Linked DNA regions of Sus scrofa: region 2 is linked to region 1. A link is a contact called in public Hi-C data. All regions are on one chromosome and are shown on one strand. Each heading gives the region's core, a stretch centred on a gene start, on an enhancer-like site or on the middle of the called end of the contact. The rest is flanking DNA. Distances are from core to core; before and after follow the strand shown.

What was found. Hi-C and Micro-C count contacts between places; a contact is called where the count stands out from the background.
Region 2: a contact with region 1 is called in a Hi-C map of liver, with 3 times the contacts expected there. The contact joins the promoter of RBX1 here to the promoter of L3MBTL2 in region 1. A contact is called at or near these places in 1 of 47 Hi-C or Micro-C datasets (liver) and 1 of 2 datasets of contacts at active chromatin or transcription factors (alveolar macrophages).

The regions. Positions count from the first base shown.
Region 1 is chr5:7,276,226-7,278,925 of Sscrofa11.1, forward strand. L3MBTL2 (lethal(3)malignant brain tumor-like protein 2) reads right to left here and starts at 1,408. Exons shown (of 17, transcript XM_021091462.1): 1 at 1,263-1,408. The coding sequence starts at 1,286.
Region 2 is chr5:7,513,991-7,516,690 of Sscrofa11.1, forward strand. RBX1 (E3 ubiquitin-protein ligase RBX1) reads right to left here and starts at 1,398. Exons shown (of 5, transcript XM_021091464.1): 1 at 1,239-1,398. The coding sequence starts at 1,316.

The DNA.
Region 1 (2,700 bases), core at 158-2,657:
CATGGGTTCTCAAACCAGATTTGCCTGAGTTTGAATCCAAGTTCTCCCACTTATTATCACCTGTGGGATTCTGTGTTAAGATATTTAACCTACTGCTCTTAGTTTCTCCATCAGTACCAAGGATATAATAACAACACCTTCTATAGAGGACTGCTGTGAACACTGCTAAGATGCCTCAAGTCTAGCTGTTTCCAGCAGTTACTGAAAGTTCAAAACTGAGTTATAACTTTTATTCTCCACTTTATGGTTATTCTCCTTGACCCTTGTATTGTTTTTGAGCTCTTCCACTTTATATTTAAAACTACAGGAGTTCCCCTCCTGGCGCAGCGGAAACCAATCCGACCAGGAACCATGAGGTTGTGGGTTCGATCCCTGGCCTCCCTCAGAGGGTTAAGGATCTGGCGTTGTGGTGAGTTGTGGTGTAGGCCCCAGATTCAGCTCGGATTTGGCGTTGCTGTGGCTGTGGCTGTGGCATAGGCTGGCGGCTGTAGCTCCGATTCAACCCCTAGCCTGGAAACGGCCATATGTCGTGGGTTCAGCCCTCAAAAGCAACAAACAAACAAAAACAAAACAAAAACAAACCTACATATGCAAATATGCTAGAAAGGTCACCAAATTCAAATGTAAGGTGACCAGGAGCCAAATGATTACTGGATGAGTGGGTTACAGGTTGTGGTACAGTGGAAAAGATAAGACAGGTCGAGTTTTGGAACTTGGCAGACTTAGTGACTATCTACACTTTACAGCCCTGTGACTCTCCTGGGAAGGCTCATCACCTCTCTAAGCCTCAGCCACTCGAACCATGCAAACCAGACAATAACATAGGACTGCTGAGTATCGGAGAGATAATGCACGTGAACGCTCCAGGCACGGACTGTTTATTAAACTTTAATAAACGGACTGTTCATGAAACTTTAATCTTCCTTTACTTCCCATCGGAATGTGACAGGCCTCCCTCACGATCACGAAAGACCACCGCCACGAGACAAGGAGGAGGAAGACGATGCTGGAGCGCTCAGATCCTGAACCCCACTCCCCTTCCCCTAGGCCAGAGGGGCTGCTCCTCCCTCAACTCCTCGGCTCCAGCGGCGCGCGAGCAAAAAGCACGGCCAATCGCCTCCGGCCCGCTCAGCCTCACTACCTGTGTATCCATCCTCCCGCCCTCCACCCTCCAGGCGTCGCTCAAAGGCCTGAGGAAGGGTCCACCGAGTGAGGCTCCCGGGGTTCCCTTCCCCAGGCACGAGACGTCCGCTCCCTCTCACCTCGACGCCCCGGGGCTTCTCCATGAGACCTAACACCCTTTCTTCGACCGTCACCAGGTGCAGGAAGCCATATTGGCCTGGCCGCTCTTCCCGAGCGCACTCATTGGCCGCCTCTCAGAGCCTCGGGCCAATCAGGCTGCGGGAAAGAGGAAAAGCCGGTTCCGCGCTAGCCCCCGGCCCGCCTCTCTTGGAGGTGGGGAAGCAGCGGGCGCTTGTGGGACTTGTAGTTCCCTAGTGGGTGCGTGCTGAAGCGGGCGTTGCCACAACGAAGGGGAAAGCCCCCCGCCTTAGCCCTGCTGCGGCTTGCGGGGACTGTTACCCTTTATCCACGTAGAGCTGTTTACATCATTCTGACCCCATTCTTCATTAAACATCATTGACTACCTAAGATACGCACTGTTCAGGAGCTGGGAATAATTTCGCACTCTCCCTGATTAGAAATTTAGGGTGCTTAGAGTTCCTGTTGTAGCTCAGCTGGTTAGGAACCCAACTAGCATCAGTGACGATGCAGGTTCTATCCCTGGCCTGGCTCAGTGGTTTAAGGATCCTGCGTCGCTGTGAGCTGTGGTGTAGGTCACAGACGTGGCTTGGATCTGGGATGGCTTGGCCCAGCAGCTATAGCTCCGATTTGACCCCTAGCCTGGGAACTTCCATATGCCCCACCTGGGGCCCTGAAAAGAAAAAAGAAAAGAAGGAAGGAAAGAAAAAGAAAGAGAGAAAGAGAAAGAAAGGAGTTAAGTATACAGCAGTTATTTCTGCTGGGCTCTGGTTGCTGCTGTAGTGCTTGTCTGATCTCTGGCCCAGGAACTTCTTCATGCCACCGGTGAGGCCAAAAACAGAGAGAGAGAGAGAGAGAAGCAGCAAGGAGACAAGTTAGAAGGCACTTGTACTGATCCAGGGGAAGGATGATGGTGGCTTGAATCAGGCCAGACTTAGAAGGCTGGCAAAAAAGTAGAAGAATTTGAGAAATATATTGGAGGCAGTAATTAATTGTTTGGAGTAGGTTTGGAAGAGGGAGGAATCCAGAGTGACTCTGGGTAAAGGTGCCTGTCTACTCTGGATAGGTAGACAGTGGGACCATATTCTGTAGTGGTTAGAAACTGTACAAGGAATGAATGAGTTTGGAGTTAAGAATTCTTGGAGTTCCCTTTGTGCCTCAGTGGTTAACGAATCTGACTAGGAACCTTGAGGCTGTGGGTTCGATCCGTGGCCTCACTCAGTGGGTTAAGGATCTGGTGTTGCCGTGAGCTGTGGTGTAGGTCAAAGACACAGCTCAGATCTGGCATTGCTGTGGCTGTGGCGTAGGCCTGCGGCTACAGTTCTGATGAGACCCCTAGCCTGGGAACCTCCATAGGCTGTGGGTGTGGCCCTAAAAAGACAAAAAACCAAAAAAAAAAAAGAAAAGAAAAGAATTCTGCTTGACTTAGCTCCCTAGCAA
Region 2 (2,700 bases), core at 148-2,647, 240 kb after region 1:
TATATTTAGCTAGGATAATTTCCTTAAGAGTTTATCTAAAAGTGGTATTTCAATAATTCAACCTCTGGCTTCTGCAATAAATATTCCCAAACTCCCTTTCACCCCCTAATTTGGTGACACGTCCCAAACCTTCATCTCCTTCAAACCTAATTTTCAATGTCTAGCAACTTCTTCAACACTTTTCACCGACAGCTTCAACTTGGAGGAAAGAAGAAAAAAAAAATCTTACTTCTATTCTTCAATATGGCTGCTGGCTGTAACTGAGCATGCAGTGCCCACAATGAAACGCCAAAACGCATTAGACGGGGGAATACCGTCAGGGTTTAGCTAGATGTTCCAGGGATAAAATCTTCCCTATTTGGAATCTTCATTTTGGACAGATTTGTTTTATCTAATGTGGGATGGGCACTTTTCTCCCAAACTGCTGGCAAATCACTGTAAGGCATTTCATGCAAAAAGACACGTTCCACATTTCTTCTTTCCCACTTTACCAGGTTGTTCGCAACTTGTATTCAACCCTCCCTACTTGAAACAATACTTGGGCTCCGTTTTCTTTTTAACAAATTCCACCATGCCTTTTTTTTTTTTTTTCGGATGGGGATTCTGGATATGACCGCAGGACTGGGGCGGCTGTGTAACAAATCAACAGACCTTTCAGAAGAGCCAAGAGTTACACTCGAGAAACTAACTCGGCAGGGGCGAGGGCCAGAGAGGGCTAATGGAGGCCTCGATTAGGCGAGGACCAGGTCGAGGTTCCTCAGAGGGACCCCAAGCTTTGGATAGGGGCGGGGCACGGAGATCACTAGCCCGGTCCTCAGAAGCCTCCAATGCGGTAGGACCTCAGGTTCCCGGCTTGGGCCGTACTGTCCCATCCTCCACCCACCGCAGCCCTCGACTCCCCCTTCCACCCGCCCCACCCTCGCCTTCCCCACCCCTCCACCACTCCAGTGACAGCTCAGGCGCTTGGCTCCTGCATCCAAGTCGCAACCCCGCGCATCTCAATAAGCACCTCCGTGATTGGCCCCTCAGCCTCCGAGCGAAACCAACACTGGCACTGACAGTGGGCCGCAGTCACGCCGATCAACCCTAAGACCCGCCTCCCGGCTTCCTTTGGTGGTACCCGGTCCCCGGAACGCCCTGAAATGAAGCCCTTTCCTCCGCGCCTTGGTCATCCTGGGCCTGCCAGCCAGATCCGCGCCTCTCTAGTTTCCCTGAGGAAGGCGCTGGCGAGACCCAACCTTTTTCACTTCAAAGCGCTTCTTGCCCGCGCCGCTGTTGGTGCCGCTCGGGGTATCCACATCCATCGCTGCCGCCATTTTGGAAACACACGATCTGTCGTCTCGTTACTGCGCCTGCGCGCCAGCGCACGTCTCACTCCCCCTCCCGTCCGGACACCTCCTCCCGCACCCCACCCCTCACTGGCGCGCGAGGGGCAAGTGGGGGCGGAGCGTGTGGCCACGCCTCTTAAAGGCGCTGGTGCTGGTTCCCCCCGCCCCCCACTCTACCCCGCGTCGGCTGGGAGGAGGCGGTTGCCGGAGCTGCTGGGGCGGGGCCGGGCGGGGCCGGGCCGACGCGAGAGAGCCGGGTGGAAATGTTCGAAAGGACTCGCTCTCATCGCCCTTCCTCGGGAAGCCCCCGGCCTCACTCCCTCCGCAGGGGCGGCGGCTGTTTCCTCCGCCTCGGCCGCGACCTGCAGCCCGCGCACAGCCTATCCTTCCCCGCCGCCGCGCAGCTCCAGTGCCCGCGGGTCCTCGTCGCGTTCTTCCGGGGAAAGGGCGAGGGTGGGCGTCCCGCCTCCTGCTGCGGAAACCCAAGACCTCACTCTTAGTGGTCTTTCTCAGATCCTGACCCACTTCTGAGCCCGGCCTGAGGTCCTAGCCTCCTTGGGCCATAGCACCTTTCCAGCCAAAGCACCTGTGCTTTCTATCACCTTCCCATTTGTAGACCACCTCTCCACTTTTTTTTCATCTCTAATCTTGCAGAGGTATGACTGCTAGATCACTCTTAAATCTTGTATTGGCTTATTTGAAATCTCGTATCTTCTCTTAAAAGAAAGCTGAAGAGTAATGGATGGTCTTGACTCCACTGTTAAACCAGAAGTAGGGTTTGTTTCCTTGTCTTAATTTTAAACAGGAAAACAAATCTGTGAAAACGCCGCAGCTTTAACCGGAGTAGAGAGAGAAGACTTGTGAGAGACCTTAAAGTTTTAGTAGGAACACTACCAAGTTTTTCTAAGACCAAGTTTTGTTAAATGAATGATTCCATATCAAGAGTTCTGTCATCTAATTTATTGTGTTCCCGCAGGAATACTAGAAACCCATAGTAAATTAAGGTATCGAGGGCATATTTATCCTTCATTCAACACTTTCACTGAATGTAACTATATATATAATATGTATTCATTAACTATGTATTATATATATATAAATATATATGAAATAGGACCTGGGGTCCTATGTATGTATATAGGTCTCATAATGTATATATACCCCAGGTACTATTATAGATGGGAGAGACTGATGAAGGAGTGAAACTTCTGGTAGGGAAGTAACACACAAGTCAACAAATAAATGCTTCAAAAAATCTCAGTAAAGGAATTCCCATTGTGGTTCAGTGGAAGCAAATCTGACCAGCATCCATTAGGACACAGGTTCAATCCCTGGCCTCGCTCAGTGGGTTAAGGATCCGGTGTTGCGGTGT